Regions from separate parts of the Rattus norvegicus genome. Here regions 1 and 3 are each linked to region 2. The links are chromatin contacts, called in public Hi-C and HiChIP or PLAC-seq maps. All regions are on one chromosome and are shown on one strand. Each heading gives the region's core, a stretch centred on a gene start, on an enhancer-like site or on the middle of the called end of the contact. The rest is flanking DNA. Distances are from core to core; before and after follow the strand shown. Region 1 holds the start of Tbp (TATA box binding protein). Region 2 holds the start of Ermard (ER membrane-associated RNA degradation). Region 3 holds the start of Dll1 (delta like canonical Notch ligand 1).

Evidence for each region. Hi-C and Micro-C count contacts between places; a contact is called where the count stands out from the background. HiChIP or PLAC-seq counts read pairs in DNA pulled down with a chosen protein or histone mark.
Region 1: a contact with region 2 is called in a Hi-C map of liver, with 5 times the contacts expected there. The contact joins the promoter of Tbp here to the promoter of Ermard in region 2. A contact is called at or near these places in 6 of 12 Hi-C or Micro-C datasets (frontal cortex, kidney, liver and 2 more) and 1 of 1 datasets of contacts at active chromatin or transcription factors (oligodendrocytes).
Region 3: a contact with region 2 is called in an H3K27ac HiChIP or PLAC-seq map of oligodendrocytes, with 10 times the contacts expected there. The contact joins the promoter of Dll1 here to the promoter of Ermard in region 2. A contact is called at or near these places in 1 of 12 Hi-C or Micro-C datasets (liver) and 1 of 1 datasets of contacts at active chromatin or transcription factors (oligodendrocytes).

What each region holds. Positions count from the first base shown.
Region 1 is chr1:65,134,500-65,138,163 of GRCr8, forward strand. Tbp (TATA box binding protein) reads left to right here and starts at 2,209. Exons shown (of 8, transcript NM_001004198.1): 1 at 2,209-2,366. It overlaps Psmb1 (proteasome 20S subunit beta 1), which reads right to left and starts at 271. Exons shown (of 6, transcript NM_053590.1): 1 at 144-271. The coding sequence starts at 253.
Region 2 is chr1:64,654,851-64,658,677 of GRCr8, forward strand. Ermard (ER membrane-associated RNA degradation) reads left to right here and starts at 1,679. Exons shown (of 18, transcript NM_001419620.1): 1 at 1,679-1,705; 2 at 2,316-2,484; 3 at 3,044-3,183. The coding sequence starts at 1,700. It overlaps Dynlt2 (dynein light chain Tctex-type 2), which reads right to left and starts at 1,518. Exons shown (of 4, transcript NM_001412559.1): 1 at 1,329-1,518. The coding sequence starts at 1,433.
Region 3 is chr1:64,991,299-64,995,277 of GRCr8, forward strand. It overlaps Dll1 (delta like canonical Notch ligand 1), which reads right to left and starts at 1,976. Exons shown (of 11, transcript NM_032063.3): 1 at 1,639-1,976; 2 at 1,119-1,412; 3 at 377-437; 4 at 1-173. The coding sequence starts at 1,692. It also overlaps a transcript of Fam120b not described here.

The DNA of each region.
Region 1 (3,664 bases), core at 959-3,458, 480 kb after region 2:
CCCTGCTGAAGCAAACGGCACCAAGGGCGTTCATGCACAACTCTGGAGTGCCGGGCAGCAGGCTACATCTCCGCCATTCCCACACCCGCCCGCAGCGACCCCAGGACTCAACCAAGATGAGCGCAGCACACCCAGGATTTTACCCTCCGTTGAAGGCATAAGGCGAGAAACGCATCTGCACAGGGCCGGCGGAGCCCTGAGGCCCCATTACCAGCTCTCGGTCCGGGTCCCGGTAAGCGGCAGTGGAAAGCATCGCGCCTAACTCCTGCTGTCTCACGGCAAAATGGCCGCTGGGACCGGTCCACTTCCGCCTCCCTCGCCCCGCCCCTTGGGCTCCTCTAGCCTGTACTCGTCGCTGCTCTTGGAGGTCCACGCCTGCATCCAACTACCGCACAACCTGGATCTGCCGATTCCGAGAGACCTGTTTTATAATCCCAAGAAAACATTTGGATTTACTCATGGCGGATAGAAAATTAAAAGTCCGACTATACCAACAAATTAACCCAATTACAGAGTAACGACAACTCGGATGTCACATTGGTGAAGTGGCATAGCGTTTGGGAAGGGTTAGTGGTTCCTGCTGCATTCAAGGCCTGAGAATCGGGATGCGTAGTCAACTGTGTGGTGTATGCAGCCATGAGACCCAGGAAGCAATACTAGGTTTCCAGTCAGAATCTGATGGTTAATATTGTTAACTTCACAGAATTTAGCATCACCTAGGTAAAACCCATGGGCATGTCTATGCGGGTGTTTCAAGAAGGTTTAATAGAAGAGGAAAGACCCAACCAAAATATAAGCAGTACCACCTCATTGCCTGGATTTCCGGACTAAATAAAGAAGCGAACTAATATTTATCTAATTTATGCTTCCGATTTGTGGATGCAGTCCAGGTGTCATGCTCTCCCCTGGATTGTAGCCCCTCAAGCACTAAGCCAAAATAAATCTGCTTCCCATAAATTGTCTCTTGTCAGGCCTTTGTTAAGTTTTCTTAATTCCCCAGTCTTCTGTGGTTTCCTGTACTTCCAAGAGAAAATGTTTCCTTTAGGAGAAAATAGATACACAATACTATTGTACTTATTAGAGTCTATGCATATGGCAACCTATTCAACAGCTATACACAACACACAGATTCTCTTCTCTCTCTCTCTCTCTCTCTCTCTCTCTCTCTCTCTCTCTCTCTTTCTCTTTCTCTCTATCACACACACACACACACACACACACACACACACACACCGGGGGGGGGGGGAGTAAGCACAACAACACATGTATATGCCTAGGTGAACCATGGAAGGAAAAAATTAAGGTATGTTGGAATCAAATCAAGCATTAAGAACCAGTCTAAGAAACAGCTGACGTTTTCTTGTGACAGCAAGGACGAGAGCTGGTAGTAGCAGAGTTAAAATAGAAATGAGTCTGTGACTACAAAGCCGCTTGTTTTGCTGTTCCTCTTTGGACGCAAGTTGACATTTACTGAGAACATAATAAGAAGCGTCTGCTTGCCATTCACGTTATCCATCTCACAAATCTCTAAGAGGCAACTACTACTATCATTCAACTCTACAGAGCAAAGTGGAGGACCCAGTGAGCTTGCCAAGCGATCTCTTGAGTTCAAGACCAGCCTGTTCTACAAGAGTGAGTCCCAAGACAGCCAGAGCGACAAGGAGAAACTCTCAAAAAAACAAAAACAACACGTGGAAGATCGAGGATGTATACAGTTCAGTGGTAGAACGCTTGCTTGAGCCTGATCCCCATAGCCACATCCCCAATACTGTTCCCGCTACACACTCTACATCTCTCTTTGACAGCTAGAAAGGGCGGTCAGAGGCCTGGTCCCGAAAATGCTGGGACACCAACCCAACCCCTTTCTTTCACGAGTGTCTCACAGTTTAAGCACAACAAGCCGGGCTCCAGTCGAGAGCGCAACTGGCGGAAGTGACGGCATCAGATGTGCGTCAGGCGTTCGGTGGGGTCGAGTCCGGTAGCGGTGGCGGGTATCTGCTGGCGGTTTGGCTAGGTTTCTGCGGTCGCGTCATTTTCTCCGCAGTGCCCAGGTAACGGTTCTTTCATCCTTTTCTCTGCTTGGAGGCCTTAACAAAAGCGACTTCTGCAGCGGGTCCCTGGAGTTTGCCGGAGGAGACGCGGAATGGGCGCGCGGCCGGGCGGGGAACGGTCCTCCGCGCGGGCTGCGGCGGCTCCGGGAGTACCAGTCTCTGGACCACCGCCTCGGCGGGGTCATGAAATCCAGTGCCAAGTGTGAGCCTCTCCAAGGGGCTGGCACCGGACAGCTCGGCGCACCGTACATCTCAGCTGCTTCCCCCGGTGGAAGACAGTTTTACCCAGGCCTGCGGCTGCTCGTTTTGTCCCCAGTAAGAATAATTCTATTAGGAAGCGGTTCTTGAGACGGAGCATCTCGTCAGAAGCTCGAGATTCAAGCTCAGTCGAGCTTAACATAAAAACGCACGCTTCTTTATTTACACGCTGTCAGTCTTTAGGTTCGAGTTAACGTGGTTTTCCAAAACTCCGGGTAGGCTTTTCTGGGAAAAGATGCCGGACTGGGTGAAGCAGACGCTTGAAGACTGCAGAATTGGTTTCCCAAATATTCAGTTTGATGGCTCAGTTTCCAAAAGTTGAAAACAACCTAAAAATAAGTTTGTGCAGCGATTATTGCGGTTTTAAGATGCAGATGAGAAAAGGTAGTTTAATATCGTCTGCAGGTGTGAGATGACCTCAGCGAAGGATACTACACATTCCCCAGTCTTATATAAGCGAGCGTTCAGTAAACTTTGTTTGCAGAAAGTGATCTGGATAAATCTCTGGTTATACTTTGGACATTAAATCCAGCCTTTTTTTTTTTCCCCAACCAAAACAGTGATCTCTGAAATTGAATTTTCAGTCTTCAGTTTTCTCAGATTTATCCGCTCTTGGACCAAGAAGATATTCAAACTGCACCTTAACATCCTTTAACTGTTCCCATTGTCTGTGTAGTGACATCTTATACCCTGAATTATGCAACCCTATCTACAGCTAGCTGCTTTGTCATCTTTTGTAGTGACTTTACATTCTAAGCCTGTCACATACTACATGCAAGGCTTTGTCCCCCTTTCATGTCTGTGACTTGTACTGCGATAGTGCTGATTTGTGTGGTTTTGTTCCTCTTGCTAGACCTGTGTTAGATTGTCCCTGCTTTGTGAGAGCTCAGACCTCTGGAAAGGGTACTTCAATTCCGTCTTAACTTTTAAAAGATTTACATATATGACTGTTTTGCTTATATGTCTTTATGTGTATCACGTGCATGCCCGGGCCCATAGAAGACAAAAGAGAGCTTTGGATTCCCTGGGACTGGATTTATAGCTAGTTGTAAGTAGCTATGTGGGTACTAGGAATCAAAACTAGTCCTTCTGAAGAGCAGCAGTGCTCTTGACTGCAGAACATTCTGCCACCTCTTGACTCTAATCTGTACTCTTCCATAACATTCATTCACGGTCACAAATGCCGAGACCAGTCATAGGTAGGTGCAGGTGTCTTGAAGACACTAATGTTGGTTTCAGCTTTCCAATAGCTTGCCTTACTTCGTAAACGCCTGCAGTTTTAGTGTTTGCTAAGTATTTATAGTTGTCTCCGTATTGTTTTATACCGAACTGTTTGATAAGGACCGTATCCTCTT
Region 2 (3,827 bases), core at 429-2,928:
AAATAACTTTTTATAAATGGATACAGGCTAAGAAATATCAAGTGGTGTTCATATTGATTCAAGTGTCTTGATTTTCCATATTCTCAGAAATAGAGATCACTGGCCACTTGAAAGTTGAAAATAACTTTTGGTGTTACAGTTAGTAAACATGTGAGATTCTGTTTTAAGTTTTTCTTCCTGTTGGAAGCTTTTACCTTCAGAAGGCTAGATTTTAAGAAATACAGATATACAGATTATAGATCAATCAACTAAGATGCCTTGCTCCATGTACCCTTGCTTCTAGATTTTACTAAATGTGTATTTTCAGGTTGAATCTTGGCTCATTCAACTTTCAAAATAGGCAGCAGATTCATAGAATCACTCTTGTCTGTCTCAAAGTATAGAAATCTTTAATGTTCATAACCCAAACATTAATATAATTTTTGGCAACTAGACACAGCTCATTGTTCTGCTTTTTCCTAGGTGTGCTAACCCAACATGCTTACTTTTCTATTTGTTCTTTCCTCTGTAAAACACTAACACTAAAAAGACATTAAAACCTGAAGTGTTGCCATCACTCCGGGGCCATCTTGAAATAGTTCGGCTCCAAAAATTCGTGTTTTCTGCTCTATCTAGCTTCATCCTACTAATCACCCATGAGCCAGATGAAGTATGTATGAAAAGAAACCACCAGGTGTCCTCCGACACAGGGCCTAAGCTCAGCACTATTAGTTTTGCATCCTTGTGCAAAATGTTTTCCTTCATTGCCTCAATAGAAGATGGAGCCCTGATTGCACTAATGGCTTTGAAAGGACAATCACACAGAAATGCCAATGTTCTACTGGAATGACCTTTTTCACTGATATCAGAAAAATGACTAAATATCTTAATTTTTTTCCTCTTATATACTCTTCCAATAACAAACTAATATATTCTTTAAAACTAAAAACACTTCACTGATCAGCACATCAGTTAGGGGTGTGAGTGCATGTGTGTACACACATATGTATGGTATAAACTCACTAGAGGTTGGTAAATTATGTACCTACTAAAATTGCATTTATAAGGTGTAATACAACTACTGGATAATTCTGGACATTTGCAATGCTTCAAAGTATTGAGGATGCCTGTGTAAAAACGTTCTACTGGTTAACGTGTGGTTCTTTGGATTTAACAACAAAAATTCCTGAGGCTTCAACATCTAAACGACTTTGTTCCGCCTAAACTCGGTTTCGCGATGGTCAGAAAAACAGAAGGGCGGCCAGCCGTCCTGGGTTCCGGGTGCTGACAGGGAACGAGCTTCATCTAAAGGGTGGAAAGGCTGTCTTTGGCCTCCGGTCTTCACTCACTGACTCCTTCTCGAACATGCTAGGCCTCCTTTCTCTCTTAGACGACACCGGGGATTGATGCGTTTGGGTGGAGGGCGTCTTCGCCGTTCGGCCTCGCCGCTCCATCTTGATCGTTTCACCCGGACGCCTAGCCTCTCTCCTCCGGGTAGCCGTCCAACGCCCCGCCGAGCTGCCGCTGAGCACTAGTCTCGCGCTGGCGCCGTCGCGTCCCGGAAACCGGCGGGGAGAGGCGCAGTGTCATCAGTGAGCGCCGCATCCCGGAAGTTGGAGAAGAGCGAAGAGGAGCGAGTCATCAGAGAGCGCCGCATCCCGGAAACCGGGGAGGAGGGACGCGCGAGTCATCAGAAAGCGCCCCGACCTGAGCGGAAGCGATGGAGGTAGGGCGGGGCGCTGGGTCCTATCACTCACCTAGTGAGTTGTTCCAGTAACCCCTCCTCGCAGGCTTTGCAGGGGGATGCTGTCACGCGAGAGTGCGGGTGGGCTTACAAGCTACAGGGGAAGTCAATTTACAGAACACTGTGCTTAATGAGAGGAGGGAGGGTTTGTTGAAAAACGAAAAAGGTAAATCGCCTCAGGCCTGGCAGCCATCTCTCTACACCCTTAACTCGGTGCTTTTGGGTCGGAAGTTGTGTTTCATACCAACGTCAGGGATGCTAGGTTTTCTCTTCTTATATTCCGTGTAAAGTATCTCTGATTTTGATGACTGCGGTAAAAATGAAGGAATGCCGAAAGGAGTGACACATTGTTCAGAAAATCTACCGAGCATCGCGAACTCTAGAGTCAGCAAGTGTGATTAACGAAACGATAACAATTTCACAAGGAACATTTAAAACAGATACATACCCTTAGTGTCTAAGCACTGTTCTACACATAGAGCTATTATGTCCGGAAAGTATATTAACAGCTGCATACCTTAATTAAGTCTGTTCTTAATCCGATTTTCTTTCCACTTGAATGTAACAGTGCCTTTTATGTTTTATATTTCAGATTTTAACAGGGGATTCCATTACCACATGCCTTTCTCCTTTAGTGCATGACTTGATTTGTAACCTTGGGTTTGAACTCACTGAAATTTGTGATATCAATAGCATTGTAACCCAAAATGGTGAAGTACGCTGGAAAGCAATTACAGACCGTGTGAGCTATGCAGAATTAGGTTTGTATTCTCTTTGTACATCTAGCTTCAGTTAGTACTGTCCCATGAAAAATGTGTTGTCCAGTAAAACCCTAATTTGTTCTTCTTGAAGAGTGTTATAGTGTAGTTGTGAATCAGAGGAGAAATATACAAAAGTCAAAAGATGCTTAGTTAAAGGGATAATGTAACCAGAAGGGTCAAGGAGGCAGCGTCTAAGAGATACTAGTATAGGACTTAGATCCACTAGTCACTAGCTATATATACAGCATGGATTCTCTGGATAAAAGACAAGATAGAATGGAGTAGCACCTCTAATCATGTTACACAGAACAGCACTTAATTGACAATATGAGTTATTTCTCAAATTCCAGATTTTTGTAGTTGGTCAAGAGCAACTAAACCAACAGCTACACGTTCTGTAAAACCTTTTACAGTTCATGTCTAATGAACTGTATGTCTATTTACCATATGCCCAGTTATAAACTGCTTGATTTTGTGGACATTCTGTATTAAAGGTTTCTCTGACTTAGATGATTTTCATCCCTGGACATAGAGCTAAAACATTTTCTCCTCCTATAAGGGCACAGTCTGGACTACAGGCAAAGTGTGCAGCGCTTGGGTCCTGTGTGTGAGGCCATCCATCTACACATCTCATCTCTGAGCAGAGCACAGTTTGAAACTCAGTATTCACCATGGTACCAGTGGACAACTTCTCCAGAGGTTTGACATTTGCATCTCTTTAGAAATGAAAGACTTTGCAAATTGGAAATCCTCATTACTTGCCAAGTTAAGGGTGTCTTTTTCCATCTTTGACCTACTGTCACAAGGAAGCAGGTAGATACACGTAGTTACTATCACAAAAGTTGTATTTTATTATGTTGAGGTTCATCACATAATGTTCATACTCTTATTCCTAACTACAGCCCTAAGCCTATCTCCCTAACTATGTGACACATCTTGGCTGAAGGTCAGGTCAGACTGTCTTGAGGGTCAGGATCCTGGGGAGACTCTCCAGCTGAAGGGCAGATCATAGTGTTGTCTCTCCAGATGTGCAGAGCAGAGCATTGCTCTTAGTCTCTGTTTATATACTGTCCAGAGGTCGCCCGCCGTGGGGTTCTAGGACTGTGTCTGTTATCTTGAGTGGATGATGCCTGGTTATCCAATGCAGCTTTGGGTGTAGTGGGGATCCTAAGTTATTTTTCCATGTATAAAAAGCATTTTTTTTTTACTATGCTCACTATACCTTCCAATCTGAAGAGGTCCCAGGGGCTGCAAGAGAAGTGTAAGTTTATATCTGAAGCCTGAGTTGAAGATAATTCTTTGAACAACTTTTGGACTCAATTAGGCTTTAGAAAATATAGTCC
Region 3 (3,979 bases), core at 726-3,225, 340 kb after region 2:
CCGCGGTCGGCAGAACACGGAGCAGCCTTCTCCATAGTAGTGTTCATCACACACAAACCGGTAAGAGTAGCGGAGGTCTGTGCGGCCGCTACTGTGAAGGTCCTGAGACCACTCTTCTCCCACAGTGAGGTGCCTCTGTGTGGTCAGGCGGCTGATGAGTCTTTCTGGGTTTTCTGGGAGAGAAGAAGCTCAGGTTGGTTCTGATAACACCCAAAAGCTAGGAACTGAGGACACTGCATGGATGCTGTCAAGCCAAGAACCCTTCTCTGAACTCCAGATGCAGAGCGAAGATAGCAGAGGACTGGGGTGAGTGGGTCAAGTAAACTGTGCATCGATGAAGAGAATGTATAGTTGAGGGAGGGGTTTGGAGCCTTACCTGTTGCGAGGTCGTCAGGAGAATCTGTGTGGAGGGCTTCAATGATCAGAGAGAAGGTACCCTAGGAAAAAGGGAGAGGATGCTTGATAAACCAGAAGTATGGAGGGGGGGAGGGAGGAGGAGGAGTTGGAGGACTAGGAGGGGGAGGAGGAGGAGTTGGAGGAGAGGCATTAAAGGGAACCAAGTACAGAGGCTCTCAGATCTCTGGATTGTGCCAATGAAGGTCAACTCATATCAGTTTCCTTAATAGGAAAATTTTAAAGAGTGTTTTTCCCATGAGTGTGGGTTTTTTAAAAAATGTTAATACAGGATATTGTGGTGTTTTTTTTTTTTTTTAAGAGAGAGTACTGAAACCAACAAGGTGGGGTGCTAGAAGAGGGCAGCTGTCATTAGTTTTCTGGGGATAGAACCTCGAGGGTAGCGAGCAGTCGCAGCACTGGGAGCGACCCAACCCAGGCCTAGGAGCTAGGGAACAAGAACTCTCCCAACTTTGGGGGGGGTGGGGGAAGCATTCGACCCTTGAGGTTTGTGAGAAATGCCCCGGGCTTGCAAAAGCTTCTGGTGTCCCACATCCCCTCCTCAACTGCCGGCCAGTTCCCAGAAAGAAGTCAAGACCCCAGGCGTGGCTTTGTGGGATTTCCCAACCCTTATCAGTGGCCCGTGCCTCCCTCCCACTGCCAGCCACCAGCCCGCCACCCCTACCCGGCCAGGCCCAGCGGAGTGCGCGCAGGTGCCCACTCACTGGCCAGGTGAATCCGAAGGGGAATCGGATGGGGTTGCTGAAGGCGGGGTCGATGCCTGCGCCATCAGGCAGGCTGAAGGAGTCGACACCCAGCACTGGCGTGACCGCACTGCCGTAGGTGCAGGGTGGCTCCGGGGACACGCTGGCCTGGTAATGCTTGAGGCATACGCGAAAGAAGGTCCTGCAGGCGCACGGCGGGCCAGAGCCCCCGCGGCAGCAGTTGCGGTTCCCCAGCAGCCCCTTCTTGTTGACGAACTCCTGCAGCTTCAGCTCAAATACGCCAGAGCTCCAGACCTGCGCGGGGAAGGGGCGTGAGGACGCGCCGGCGGCGGAGGGACCCGGGGCGCGCGGGCCCTTGCTAGGACGCAGAGGCCGAGCGCACCTCAGCGCCCATCCGGAGCCGCCCGCTGCCGGGCAGCTCTCGGGGTCATCGCTGCGGGAGTCACTTGGGGATGGACAGCTGATCCGCTTGTCCGACTCCCCTCCCTCCACCGCGCAGCAGCCCCGCCCGGCCCCCTACCTGGCACAGCAGGGCTGAGACCACGGCAAGGGCTAGCGCGCTCCGACGGCCCATGGTACCGCTGGACGCCCTTGCTCTCCTAGAGTATCCTCTTTTCTTTCTTCTTCAAAGACCCAGGGATGCCCGGAAAGTCTATGTGACCCGAGGAGCACTGGTGGAAAGGCGCCTCTCGGCTCCAGGTGTGATATCGGGCCAGGTCGCTTCAGGAGGGTGCGGTGCTACAGCTATGTCCCTGACAAGAGCTCTGCGAGGCACTGAGAAAGGACAACTTTCGGTTTCCTCTTCTTCTGGCTTCCAGTCCACGGGTAAGTGAGGGTCGCCTGCTTTCTGGTTTTGTCTTAAGCTTCTTCGCGGAGGGAAAGAGGAGAAAGGAGAGAAGACACAGAGGGAAGAGAGCCCAGATGTTCAGCTTAATTCCCAAGAGAGCTTGCAGTGGCTTCCTTCGCAGGCCTATTAGAGAGCGGCTGTCTGGAAATCCCACCGGTGAGGCGATAATCCGGGGCCCCGAGGGGCACGGTGGGAACGGGCTGGAGGTGGTGGCAAGGACTGCGGCGCGCGCCCTGGTTTCCCGGCCGGGCGTCACTCGGCGGCGGCTGCCGCTCCCAGAGTGTTCTAGACCGGTATCTCTTCCACTATCGCAAAGCCTCGCGTCTTCCTCAAGAATTCAGCCAATGCCATGCGAGAACACACACACCCAGGACCGGAGGCCGAAGCGTGGGAGGCTCCGTGCCGCACCGGTGCTCTCCCGTGACCTGCCTTGGTCAGACAGGGTAACCGCGGGTGCACGCCGGAGGATCTGGCCGGGGCTGGCGCCTGCCACCCTTAAATCCCGCCGGCCGCTCGCATAACTAATGAGATGCAAATGAGCAGCCCCCCAATCTGGCGAGAGCTGTCACAAAGGAGCCACTTTTCCAAACCCTCCTCTCAATGGATCGCCAAATGGTCAGTGAGCTGTAAAATGTGCAACCCTCCTCCCCGCCCCCACCTCCCCGCCCCCTAGTCCTCTCTGCCTCCGCCCTCGCCCCTTCGCCTCCCTCCCCCAGCGCAAAACCCGCTCATTTACATTCCTGCAAAACGTTCGGGGAGACGAACCGCTCTGCTCCCGGAGCTGGAGCTGAGGCCGCGTCGCCCACCGCCCCACCGCCACAGGCCCGAAGACCCTAGGCACGCTGGGCGGCCTGCGCCTCCCACTCGCGGTCACCGTTAGACTCGCTCGCAGGACGCGGCCTCCGGACTCTGGCGTCTCCAACACTGGCAGCCAAGGCTCTCCTCGTTTGTTCAGTCCTGGGGACTGAGGAACCGGGGAGAGGTTAGAGGCCCGCGTCCCCGCTGCTGCCCCTCCTCCCTGGCAGGCTCTTTCTAAGGAGGAGTCTCCCGGAGGCGGCGGGGGGCGGGGTGCCCGGTAGGAAAGGGACCCCTGAAGAGGTGGGCAAAGGGTGGCGAGAACGCCGCGGCAGTTTTGGGAAGTTTGGGGGAGGTTAGGCACGCTTTATACCTCTGGTCGAGGGTGGCAACTGAGCCTTGAAGAGTGCCAATGGGCTCGCGACCCCGGCCGGGCACCCCCAGAGACCGCAGTGTCCCAGAGCCCTAGTGTCTCCGTGTTGTCCACGATCACTGGAAATGGGGAATTCGGCTCCGGGCAGTGTATTCCCTAAGCCAGCAGAGCCAAAAGCTAAGCGAACCCTTCCACAGTGTACACACCCTCTCCCCGGAGATTTTCAACCACCACAACCTTCACTGGGGTCCGGTCCCACTCTCCTGGGTACTCCCCTCAGGCCTCCCTCGGCTTGGTAAAAAGTGAGTTTGGTGTGTGTCGTTCGCGTGGCTGTCATTAAGGCAGTCTGTTATTGTGCGAAGCTGAATCAGTGGCTCTTTGTGCGCTCAGCTGTATGGTAATGCAGACAGCACCTGCTCTCCGCACAATGCGGAGAGAAAGAGCTCCCCCTCCGCGCACGCCGCGGCCTCTGCGACAATGTCCGGCACATGTTTGAAAGACTCCCCCCACCTCACCCCCCAACACATAACCTTTACACAACCGTCACCTTATTAGGTTTTTACACATCCATCAGACATTAGAACTTTTGTTTTCATTTTTTAAAGGGAAATGAGTTTATTGGGAGGGCCCAGGACGCACGTATCACAATGAATTACCTAAACTGCTCCCCTGGTTACAAGCTCCAGAGAAAAGTCAATGGAGGTATAGACTCTGACTTAGCACCTAGCTTTGGGTTGAGCATACAATTAGCTGTGTATTCCCATCTTTGGAGGGGCCTCCTTACTCCACCCCCCAACACCTAGGCAGCTTCTTTAGAATCCCGAGGTGTGATTACTGGAGCTAATG